Linked DNA regions of Mus musculus: region 1 is linked to region 2. The links are chromatin contacts, called in public HiChIP or PLAC-seq maps. All regions are on one chromosome and are shown on one strand. Each heading gives the region's core, a stretch centred on a gene start, on an enhancer-like site or on the middle of the called end of the contact. The rest is flanking DNA. Distances are from core to core; before and after follow the strand shown. Region 1 overlaps Itpr3 (inositol 1,4,5-triphosphate receptor 3). Region 2 overlaps Gm34606 (a long non-coding RNA gene).

Region 1 (6,209 bases), core at 967-3,466, 540 kb before region 2:
TGTCTGTACGCCTGTGTGTATCTGTGTGTGTCTGTGTATGTGTCTGTGTGTCTTGTGTTTGCCTGTGTGTTTATCTGTGTGTATCTGTGTGTGTGTGTGTGTGTGTGTGTATCTGTATGTTTGTGTGTTGTCTGTCTGTCTGTGTTTTCACCTGCACATGTGGCAGCCAGAAGCTAATTTCCGGTGTCTTCCTTGATCCCTCTCCTTTTTGGTTTTTGGTTGGGTTTGGTTTTTCAGACTCGGTCTCACTGTGCAGCTCTGGCTGGTCTAGAACTTGCTATGTAGACCAGGAAATCCGGAGCTCCGCCTACCTCTGCCTTCAGTGCTGGGATTAAAAGCGTGTAGAGCCCATGGTCCACTGATCTTAACTACCTGACCACCAGGATTACAGACATGAGTCACCTCACCTGGCTCCAAAGTATGTTTTTGTTTGTTTTTGTGACACAGCTCCCTGCAAACTAGGCAAGAGCTCTACCACAGAGCTCCTCCACCAGAGCTTGGGGAGCACTCTGGAAGAGCAGGGGTAAATGCTGGAGGAAGAGCACCCCTCTATGGAAGCAGAGGAAGGCAACCTCATGCTCCTCCTCTCACTGGTCTGAGCCATAAGATGACCTCAACCCACTGAGTCCAGGTGTCTGTGCCTGAAGGAGTGCGCTCTGAGCTTCCTGAACGTCCCCTAATGCAAGGCTGCCGAGCCCTCCCCCACCGGTGCCCCCTCCCTCACGGGAGGAAAAGGGGAATGGGCTAAGGAAGGGAGGTACCACGTGGATCAACACCCGTAGCACAGAGTGGGCACCAGGGGGCTGAGCTGGTAGACGGCACCTCTAGCACCAGCAGCCTGGGCATCCCTTGCCAAGACTGGAAAGAATTCCCTGGACAAGCTGAGGCTTGGGGTGATGCAAGCGGTGGCTGGAGCTGAAAGAACACACGAGGAGCCAAAGCAGACGGGGCTTTACCGGTCCCACTGAAGAACCTAGAAGTCAGCAGGGACCTGGGTGGGAGCTCAAAGGGCACAGTGAACAATGAGCTGTGGGCAACAAGAGTCCTCTGCGGTGACAGGTCTCACCCCAAGACGGGAGGGCAGAACACCCGGGGCTCCCTGAACAGTCTGATAACCACCTGACAACTTCTAAATGTCTGCCTCGACACCCCCCCACACACACACACACATCCCACAGCGGTGCTAAAACCACAAATGGCAGGCCTCAGGCAAGTGAGGTGTTTCAGTCTCAGGTTGGAGCCCTGAGTCTGGTCCTGAGTTCTAATGCCGAGACTTGCACCTGCCCTCTGGGAGCTGCGGAGAACAGACCCTGTCCAAGACCAGAATCCTTCGGGCTCAGCAGGACCAAGTGGAGCCTGGGTCCCTGCCATGCTCGGCTGTACAGGCCAAGCCAGGGACGCCAGGAGGATCTCAGGAGTCCCTGTTCCCAAGCCCTGGGAAGTGACAGAGATGGAGGTGTGGGAAAGAAACCAGGCAAGGGGGTGTTTGTTCTTCTAAGTGGCCTTCTTGTTGTCAAAAGCTGGCCCCAGATTGTCTGCTGGAAGCCAAGGGCGTATCTTCCCCTACCGCACCCACTTCTCTGTCACCTTCCTGTCACTCCATAGGCCGATGACGGTACACACCTCTGTGCACAGTCCTTCCCTGTGCTGGCAGCAGCCAGGGGCCCCAGGGGACCTTCATTTTTTTCTGCTCTCTCCCACATTCCTCTCTCTTTTCTTCTTCCTCCCTCCCTCCCTTCCTTTCCCCACTTGCCCAAAGAGCTAGGAGACTGAAATTGCCAATAAAACCAGAAACACAAAAAGCCAGACTAAAATCCTGTCCCTGCAGAGCCAATGTTCTAGTAAGGGACACAAATGACAAACCAGAACACCAGAGGCTGGGTAGCTCAGCGGGCGACAGAGCTTAACTTACAAGCCTGGCTGGAGTTCAATCCCCAGACCAGAAGAGAAAGATTCCCTGAAAGTCATCCCCAGACCTCCACACGTGCCCTGTGACCTGCAGTGACGCCCATACACGGTAAAAAAATGTCAGCACCGGGATGCATCAGAAGTTCAGAACCATCTCGGCTTCGCAGTTAAATCTGAACTCACCCAGCTAAAAGCCTGAGAGAAATGGGCTTTGAGAGAGAAGGAGAAGTGAGTTACACAGAACACAGAGCATGCTGGGCTCAACTGATGCAGAAAACTAAACAGAAGAGGAACAGAAGTCAGAGAAAGCCACACCAGAGCCAGGGACCTTGAGCCAGGAGGAAGCTGAGCATAGTGAGAGGTGGGGGCAAGCAGGGCAGAGGGGACAGACAGCAAGTGAGGGGGTGAGGGCTGGCTCGTCACTAAGTGGAGGAGGCTGGTGTAGCCGGAGGGAGAGTGGACAATGTAGAACCAGGTATGACTGTAGTCGGGGCAGAGGAAGGCTGGTGGGGGTAGGGGGGAGGGCTCAAGGCTCACTCCCACACAGCTGCTGAGGCACACTTCAACCCAGGACATCGACTTAGACAAAGCCCTGACACAGCAGTGCAGTGATAGACACATGCGTGGGGGAAGAACTGCCTCGGGGCCCTCTGCAGGCCAGGGTCTCCAGGAGCAAGCAGCCAAAGGATGGAGTCCACCCCTGGCCAGAAGAGCAACTGCTCTGCAGACCCGGTGGCGTCACACTGGCGTGTTCCTGCCTGCTCGCACCACGCCCAGGCACCAGCTGTCTGGCGCATGGCAGCCTCAGCCCTTTAGGTAATCCACTGCTTGGCCCAAGAACAACCAGGTGATCCCTGTGTCCAACCCTGCCACTGCCAGGGCTGTGTTGCCTTCTACCATGGAGGATAGGAGGCCCCTTGAGGGACAACACTTGACCAGGCCACAGAATGAAGCCATGCTTGGGCCCTGGGGTTTTACCCAGGAGGAGACACACACACACACACACACACACACACACACACACACACACACACACCGCCAGAGGCAGGTGGATATTCAGAGTTGGCGAACACCTTTAATCCCAGCACTCGGGAGGCAGAGGCAGGCGGATTTCTGAGTTCGAGGCCAGCCTGGTCTACAAAGTGAGCTCCAGGACAGCCAGGGCTAAAAGTCCAGTCCCTTCACCTCACACATGGGGAAACTGAGGCACAGGAAAGAGTTCTCCTTTGAGCCTCTGAGGCCTAAGCAATTGTCTTTCCCAGCTTCTTTATTCCCTTTGAGAGAGAGAGAGAGAGAGAGAGAGAGACAGACAGACAGACAGACAGACAGACAAAGAAAACCCTGTAGACTTGTAAGGGTGAGTGGCAGGGAATTCGGGAAAGATTGGGCCCCTGGCCAGAAGTGGGTGTGCCAGGAAAGGGGGTGTGGTCTTGGATGGAAAAGCAGAAATGTACCACACTGAGTCAATGCAGTTGGGGTCGACACGGATCACAGAGGATGGTCTCAGGCAGACTGGTGTCAACAGACCTGGTACTAGGACCCTGTGGCCCGGGAGGGATGCTCACAGCTGGAGTGGAGGTCTTACCTCGGAACTTCTTGGGGGGGTTGTCCAGGTCCCCAGCTGCAGGTTCCACCACACAACGGTCATCCACCAGCCTAGGAGATAGAGCAGCCGGGTTAGAGGGAGGGAAGAAACTCATGTCCCTTGGAGCAGGGAACAGCAAATGGGATGAAAAACGACAGACAGACAGACAGACAGACAGACAGACAGACAGACAGGACAATAAAGTTCATACTTCCCAGTCTCAGCTAGGACCCAAGCTAGGGTCTGAAATTCCTTCTTCTAGCCATGGCTGGGAACTGAATCCTGCATCCCTGGAGGGTATCCATCCATGTCCCCTTCCCCACCTTCTGCCCATACACCCACCCAGGCAGGCATCGATCAATCAATCCGTCACCTATACTTGCACCTACCCATCCGTGCATCCATCCCTGCAACCACACATCCATTCATCCATGCACCCACCCACCCATCTCCCCATTTACCCATCCACCCACATGCCTCGGTCCATCTACCCATCCCTGCACCCACCCGTTTCAGGCCCTCTACCCCAGTCTCCAGGAGAGATGATCGCGAACCACTGTCAAGACCAGCTCTAAGCTCATCCCTGTGTAGCAACTGCTCCTGATTTCCTGCCAACTTCCCAGCAAAGCACTGGCCGTTGGCGGCATTTTACCAAGGAGAAGACTGCACATGCTTTGCCTGAAGTCACAAAGCAAGTATCAAAGCCCACGCCACTTCTGCACTCTTTGTGTTGGCTAACCAGGCCTTGAGGTGTGACCTCCACAAACTCTCTCCATGGCGTAGGATCCTTGCAAAGCCTCCAGTTGATCCCAGCATCCCTGGGTACTTTCATCTCTCCAGATGTGGTCACTGTACCCGTTGATGCCTTCAAACCACCATGTGGCCACAAGCTATAAACACACACACACACACACACACACACACACACACACACACACACAGCATCACCAAGCATCCAGGCAAGCACCTTTACCAGCTAAGCCTGCTGAGTTCTATGAGCCGTCTGTAGCAGGTCTCCCATGTGAATCATGTTATAGGGTCCCTGAATTCATGAATTGCGAATCATGTTATAGGGTCCCTGAATTCTGATTGACATTTGTCAATCAGAAATACCAGAGAGAGGCTGGTGACTGGCACCGCGAGTGGGAGGCTGGGCCCTTAGCCTGTGTCATTGTTGTCTGGCACTAACTCCATGCAGATGATATTGGAGTTCGGTTGGAACCGCCCCCTGGTGGCCAGCCTGAGGAGCTGGAAGGCTGCCTGATGTTTGCATATACTATTTAATTTTCTAAAACCACTTTGCTACTGTTTCCATTTTGCTAGCAGGGAGCCAGAGCCGGGAAAGGTTAACATCACAAGGCTGGACTTGGAAGGCAGGCTGCCCAGTGCTAGCAGGTGCTTCAAAGACCTCCACAGTGACAGATGGAGAAGGGGCCAGAGCATCCTCCACCTCCAAGCCTCCAGAGCTCTCTCCCTCCCCATCTGTGCACCTGTCACAAGTCGTGCTGGCCACACGAACAGCCCCAGAGGGCTTCTCATGTTCCCTGGTAACACCTACCTACACTCCTGACCAAAGGATGCTCTCTTTGGAAATCAAATGCTTTGGGAGCAATATCAGCCCAGCTGGGCTCCTGTTCTTCCACAACGGTCTTCATACAGTCCCCACCCCAGTCCATGACAACCCTGCTCTTACAAACACTTCGGCTAAAACTTCAAATTAATCCTCAGCCCCTCTCTTCCACCAGCTTCGGCTCTACGGTAGGGTCAAGGCTAGCCCGTGTTATATGAAGAGTCCCTGTCTCGGTGGGTGGAGAGGACTGGGGAGGTATCTCGGTTGGCTGAGTATTTACCCGGCATGCCTGGGTTCAACCCAGCACTGAATCAAACTGGGCACGGTGATGTATATCTGCAATCCTGGCAGGCAGATACATGTACGAGGGTCAGAATCAGGTCATCCTCTGCTACACAGTGAATTCTGGGTCAGCCTGGGCTACGTGAGACCCTGCCTCAGACAACAAGGAATGCTGAACCTAGCCTTCGCTCATCACTTCTGGCGCCAGGCCAGACAGGCCCTTCCTCTCTCAGCTGAACACCACTAACTGTCTCCTCTGCCTCCTCCCCAGCTAGCCTGCTCCCTACAGGAACCAAGGGAAACCAAGGTCTGGAGTGCCCCTGCTTAGCATACAGAGGTCCTGGGCCCCCTCGGCAGCATCGGAAACTGGTACAAAAAAATTAAAGCAGAAGTTTAGGCATGGTGACTCGTGCTTTAAATCCCAGCTCTCGGGAGGCAGAGGCAGGCGGATCTCTGAGTTCAAGGCCAGCCTGGTCTACAGAGTGAGTTCCAGGACAGCCAGGGCTACACAGAGGAATCCCGTCTACTCAGAATCCCCCAGAACCATCAAGCAAACAGGAAGAGGGGACAAGATGGCTCGATGGACAAAGGTGACTGCGGCCACACCTGACTGCCTGAGTTGGATCCACAGGACAAGCATGGTCGGAAAATCAGCTTCCTCAAGTTGTGCCCACATCTGCAGGAACATGCGTGTTTCTGACTTTACCCAGGCCTGCTCTGGTTCAGCCCCACAGCCTCCTGCGGGCTCCTCGAAGCTCCTAGGGCTTCACCCAGCCTCTTCCTCTCCTAGGCCTCCCTGCTCCCAGTCCCCTCACTTCCTGCAAGTCTCAGCTCAAAGGACCCACGCCTACAGAAGACCCATTC
Region 2 (6,284 bases), core at 2,918-5,417:
GAAACTGTGCCAACTCAGCAGTAACTCCCAGGTCTTCAAGGTGGCTCAGTGGGGAAAGGTGCTTGCTGTAAACCCAGTGACCTGAGTTCTCTCTCTGAGACCCACACGGTGGGAAGAGATCCAACTCCCACCAGCCCTCGTTTGGCCTCCACAGGCCGTTCCGCCCCCCCCCCCCCCCCCGAAAACAAATAAAATGTAAACAATCACTCCACTGCTCTGGCCCTTGGCCTCACCCACCATTCTGCTTTCTGCTTCCGTGGATCTGACTACCTTGAGACCTCGAATAAACACAAGCAGGGTGCTCCAGTCTCTGTGTTATCTCATTAGCACAATGCCACCAAACTTCATAGAGGTCACACACCTGTGGAGAATCCTTTCCTTTCAAAGCCTGAGTAACACCCCATCGTGTGTATTTTATTAATTTTAGTATGAAATGTCTCCAACTGCTCATTGCTAACTTAGAGATAAGTAATGGACACATTCAAATATTTCTATTTTTTTTAAAAGTTAATTTGTGTCTTTTTCCAGAATCATATCATTTCCCCCTTTCTCTTTTCTTCCTCCAACCCTTCCTGTGCACGCACCCTTGCTCTCTCCCAAGTTCATGGCCTTCATTCTTTAAGCATTGATATGTATGTATGTATGTATGTATGTATGTATGTATGTATGTATGTCATGCCCAGTCCATATAAGTTCCTTGTATGTATAAGATATAAGATTTAGGGATTGGGTCGTGTTGGGTACACTCTGGGGGTTCCCCCCCTGTTTCTCCCGCTCTTGGCACGCCTTAGGTGTCTGTGGTTCTTATCCTAGGGCTGAGGACTCAGGTGCTCCCTGCTTCCGTGTCAATGGCTGCTGTCCCCATTCAGGTCATGCAGAGGCAGTCATGTCGATGAGCCTTTATGGACATAGCCTCTCTGACGTTTCTAGGAGGGGAAATCTCATAGCAGACTTCCCAGTTTGTCTATGACAAACTGTCCTGCCCTCTTCTGTTACAGTTGATATTTTTGTACTAACCTTACAGTTTAAAGTTGCTATATTCATTAGGAGGTTTGTTTTAGAACTAGGGATTTTATAGGCAGGAAAAAAAATGAGTAAAGCGTGTGTGTGTGTGTGTGTGTGTGTGTGTGTGTGTGTGTGTGTGTACGTGTATGTATATATGTCTATCTTCTTTTATCTATTTATTTATCTTTCTTTCTATCTCTCTCTCTATCTATCCCACTGTATTGAGAGCTGCTCTTACAATAATACGGAAGGATGTGCTGACAAACACATCAGCTGGGAATGGAAGCCCAGCTCACCAAGTGCACCTCCTGGCAATGCAGCCCTCTATGGATTCTGCTGTCTCACCTCCCAGCTGGAAACTTCAGTTCACTACTGATGTGCAGAGTTAGGAGGAAGCCCTGGGAAACGCCAACACTGAAAGCATGAATCCTACCGATTTCACACCATTGTAAACATGAAAACCAGCTCAGTGCCGTGATCAGAGTCTGGGACCGCCTGTGCCTACCCCCTCTGCGTATCCATCCACTCTGCATAAACCCTTATGTGGGCTGGTGAGATGGCTCAGTGGGTAAGAGCACCCGACTGCTCTTCCAAAGGTCCAGAGTTCAAATCCCAGCAAACACATGGTGGCTCACAACCATCTGTAATGAGATCTGACTCCCTCTTCTGGAGTGTCTGAAGATAGCTACAGTGTATTTACATATGATAAATAAATAAATATTTAAAAAAAATAAACCCTTATGTGCTTCACCTCCTGCTGACAAGATGTCCATTCAAATCTCCAATGCCGATTTGGTGGATACCGAGGTGGGACTGCTCTGTAATGGTTTGACTTCTGACTGGTTGAAGAATCACTGCACTGCTTTCCAGGGAAGCTGAGCTGTTTTATGTTCTTGGCAGTGATGCCCAAGAAATCCAATTTTCCCATACAGTTATTAACACTTGTTATTTTCTGTGTGGTTGTTTTTTTCCTCCTCTTTAATAGATATAGATGAGGTGAGGCTAGGATATTAACCATTCTTGTTCCCTAGTGTACTGACACCCTAGCATACACCTGTGCACCTGTGAAAATGTCCCAGAAACTGTAATTAGCAGTGAAATTACTGGGAGGTGAGCTATGTATGACATCTTCACAGTGACAGTGCCAGCTACATTGCCACCAGGATCAAGCAGATGGCTCTGGCACTTGCCACTGCCGAATTCTTTTTGTCTACTACTGTGTGGTTCTGGGGGTTGACCTCCGCTCAACTTTAGCTGTCTGTTAGTTAATCCCTATGCCGATTCCATATTGATTTGTGTGGTCGGTTGAATGCATTTTTATATTTGACGGGTCAGTTCTCTGCTCAGCTAAGGGAGTCTCCATGGAGGCAAGGGCTTCTCCATTGAGCCACATTCCCAGCCCAGACTCTCAATTTTCACTGGCTTACCAGGGATGACATTGCATTTCCTTGTGGCTTCGATTTGTATTTCTATGAGTAATGAGACTGACTATTTTGTCACATGTCCCTTGGTCACATTTGTTTCCTCTTATGGAAGATATATTTAGGTTTCTTTACCTGTTTCTAATGGATTACCTGTTTTAGTTTTAAGGTGTTTTAACCTATCCTGAATCTTAATTAGTTATTGATTATCCATTGCAAATGTCTTATACATTTTTTCTTTTTCATTTAATCCCTTGTGATGCTTTTTTTTTTTTTTTTGGACAGACAGCAATTATTTCAAAGTGAGCAAATGTAGTTGTTCTTTCTGTATTTTAAGACCCCTGTCTCTACCTGAGATGATACATATAGTCTATATTTTCTTGTAAGAATTTCAAGGTTTTTCTTTACACACAAGACTTGGAGCCACCTGGAATTGTGTGTGTGTGTGTAGGGGTATTTGTACATGCATTTGTGTGTATGAGTTTGTGTGCACATGTTTGTATGTGCGTGTGTATGAATGTATGTGTGCATATGTGTGTATATGTCTACATTTGTGCATGTATGTGTGTGTATATGTGAGTGTACATGTGTGAGTGTGTGTAACTGGGTAACTTTTGATACAGAATCATGACATATAGCCTTTAACAGAAATCAGATTTTCTAATGTATGTGGCCCACTAGGGGCTTTCTCTTCTAAATATCATTTATTAATTCCTATGCCAATTTCATGTTATCTTAATTATGGCCACTATAATAAAATTTGGTACTTGATGGGTCAGCTCTCTGTCCAGAATTCTGATTTACAGGCATTTAGCCTTTCTTGACTCTTTGCTGTCTGTCTAAATTGAACATTCAACTTACTGAATTATATGAAAAGCTCTATTGAACTTTGATTGGAACAGACAATACTTTGTATACATTGTCCTTTTTTTGACAATGAACATGCATTCACCTCTATATGTTATACCCAGATCTTCTTTAATATCACCTAATTTTATAATTATAATTTTATAATTTTCCTGAAAAGATGGTCACAACTTATGTTGGGGTATTTTATATCAGTGATTGAGTTTGTAAATAGTATTTTTTAAAAAGATTTATTTATTTAGAAATTGTGTGTGTGTGTGTAGAGAGAGAGAGAGAGAGAGAGAGAGAGAGAGAGAGGAAGGAGGTGCCTGTGGGAAGTGGGGGAAGGAGTGGGATTCCCTGGGGCTGGAGTCACAGGTGGTGCGAGCTGCTCAGGCTGAGTGCTGGGAACCAAACCTGGGTCCTCTGTAAGAGCAGCAGGAGCTCTTAATTGCTGAGCCTTCTTTCCAGCCCCGAGGAAATACTACCATATACCTTGTATAGGCTTGTTAAAATATATACTATAGTTTCACTGTGTCTAACATGTTTGCTTCTAACAGGACACTGTTTATTAAGAGTTCCTACTACACACAGGAAAGAATGCTCCAGGGATCACTGGATAATCTCACCACCTTGCTCCTTTCACCAAAGTATAAAACCTGGTTTAACTTAACATTCAAATGCCCCCCCCCCGGGGGTGGGGGACGCAGACCCACTGATTCCAGTTCGTTTGCTTAGCTTCTGTGGGAGTGAGCCAGAGGGTCTGAAATAGGACAGGAAAAGGCCAAAAGCCAAAGAAGCAGCCTGGGGGAGAGAAAGTGTGGCTCCCTGGCTCTTCTCACCTAAAGCTGAACTTGGATTAGGAGTCAGTGATGTGGATGGGAGGGGCAGGGTGGGGCAAGTGGTGACGTCAGCAGAGAGGATGACGGGATGACGTAGCCTTTTAGCCTGGATTGAGGAAGTGAGTACAACCAGGAAGTAAGTGTTGGAAACTGTGTATCTTAAAGACTTTGTACTGGCGTAAGTATAAGGGATTTACTAATTTGCTTAGGAAATAATAAATTACCCAAACCAGAATTTAGCTAAAGGAGCACTGCTTCCAATATGACTGGAAGATAGCCCTGTACTAATCAGGGTTGTTAGAATCTGTCAGAAAGAAAATTGTGTAGCAGAATTGAAGTTTAGGATTGCTGAGAGTTTATGCTAATGTTTTATTCACCAAGATTGACCTCCAGCTGGGCTCAATTCCCATAACAAAAGGAGACAACCCGGACATACAGTCATTAGCCCTATCCTTATATCAGAGTATATGTCTCTAAGGGGCAGCACAAGGGTCCCAATGATCAGTAAGTCCTGGTCTGTCATTAAGTTCCCTGTCCACTTATAAGGAAAGTCCTAATTCTGCATGTGAGCAAGAGGAACCCTGGTAACAACTATTCAAAGGGAGCAAGCAACAGTGATGGACTTAAATAACTCTGGCAGTATCTTTGTTGTGTGAATCCCCCATCTGCCCAAGCAGTTAGAGGTAGAGTCTCCTATCTTTGTTTAAATGGTTCAGAGTGTGACCTGAGACCAGGACCTGGAACAACCATAAGGATGACAGCATATGTGGAGTGTATAAGCCCTTGCTAACAAGAAAACGTTTGCTGAGGTCCTAGTCCACCCATGATGGCGACACAGCACATCATGGCAGAGGTGCACAATGGGAGCACAGCTGTCCACCTCACAGCAGTGGGAAACAAAGGAGTAAAGAAAATGGCCAAGACCTCAGCATCTCCATCAAGAGCACACCCTCCCTCCCTTCTTCTCACAGACAGCCAGACGACCTCTCAGAGTGCCCTACCTCTGAAAGGTTCTGCCCATTCGAATAATGCCACTCTTGGGGGGGGGCGGGGGTGAGTGGAAGTTCTGTCCCAGATCCTAGCAATTCTGTAAAATTTTTCTTGTCGCTCTTCTCTGAGCATGAGGAAGGCCTGGGGGTGGGGGGTGGTAGCCCAGCCCACTGATTTGGGATCAAGTGTTCAGACTCTTAGCTGTGGTCATGGGATGGAGGGTGAAGACCTGTATGGGAAAGAAGGAAGATTAAGAAAACACCAAGGATGTTAATAGAGTTTCCAGAAGACTTTAAAAGCCCAGTGTGTCACACCTGCCTTAGGTTCTACAGGAACTTCACAGTAAAGTCTACCTCACTGTCTTGCAATATGGTGTGCTAGATCACTATGGTCTTTGTCTTCACATGTTCGTGGTCTTCACCATGAAGAAACTTACAAATAATCAACTTATAAGTAATTAATGACCAGTCTTTGGATGCAAGATGATGGTTGGGTGCTTGATAGTGTTTGCCAATTTCTGTGGTATAAAATGGTAGATTTTAATGTACCAGCATGACACTAAGACAGGTAAATCTATTTCTCAGAGCAGGTGTCACCTGGCTCCAACTCTCCCCACCAGGATGCAGATGGCATTGAGGGAAGGAGCTTGGCCTTCCTACTCTACATAGTGTCACCAATGTCTAGCAGTCCCCAGGACCAACATGTGGTTGGCAATTATCTATTAAACAAAATGAATTATTTAACCCAGCATGGGGGTTTTTGTGAATTGGCTGTCTCACTGCACTGGTAATTCTGATGACCTCTTTGCTTGCGTCCCTCTGTGCAGCTCTCCCAACAGCCGTTTGTTCTGTCACATCTCAGGCCAAACAGTCCCAACCCTGGGTGGTTTCTGCTACCAGACAGACTCGGCCAGAAGCGTGGACACCTGTGTTCTTGTCACCTCTGTGTGGTTGTGTTCGATCTGGGCTCCCAGCACCTGCCCTCAGATGGCTGCTTCTTCCTCTGCCCGTGGGGGCTTCTGATACATAACAGAGCTCACACATATCATGTCCTGCAGGATGAATGGGAGGAGAAGCTTCTGGGATGGAAGGGATAGATACCCACCTATGCTACCATGGGTCCAAGGGATCCTCTTGCCTAGAAAGAGTCAAATTCTCTCTGTGTGAGAGGACGGAGAAAC

The links. HiChIP or PLAC-seq counts read pairs in DNA pulled down with a chosen protein or histone mark.
Region 1: an H3K27ac HiChIP or PLAC-seq map of microglia shows a contact between it and region 2, with 4 times the contacts expected there. The contact joins two enhancer-like sites. A contact is called at or near these places in 2 of 115 datasets of contacts at active chromatin or transcription factors (microglia and pancreatic cancer cells).

The regions. Positions count from the first base shown.
Region 1 is chr17:27,070,453-27,076,661 of GRCm38.p6, reverse strand. It overlaps Itpr3 (inositol 1,4,5-triphosphate receptor 3), which reads right to left. Exons shown (of 58, transcript NM_080553.3): 2 at 3,494-3,564. Among named protein-coding and RNA genes, the nearest start is that of Itpr3, 16 kb to the right of the region's middle. Within about 2 kb of position 2,216, at least 76 of the 459 cell types and tissues checked have an H3K27ac peak or open chromatin away from gene starts, as enhancers often do. A contact at or near this core is called in microglia, where this site is marked.
Region 2 is chr17:26,536,179-26,542,462 of GRCm38.p6, reverse strand. It overlaps Gm34606 (a long non-coding RNA gene), which reads right to left. Exons shown (of 3, transcript XR_385489.3): 3 at 5,982-6,284. 1700049J03Rik (a long non-coding RNA gene) reads left to right here. Exons shown (of 4, transcript XR_001782188.2): 4 at 529-1,076. Among named protein-coding and RNA genes, the nearest start is that of Gm34606, 4.4 kb to the right of the region's middle. Within about 2 kb of position 4,167, at least 124 of the 459 cell types and tissues checked have an H3K27ac peak or open chromatin away from gene starts, as enhancers often do. A contact at or near this core is called in microglia, where this site is marked.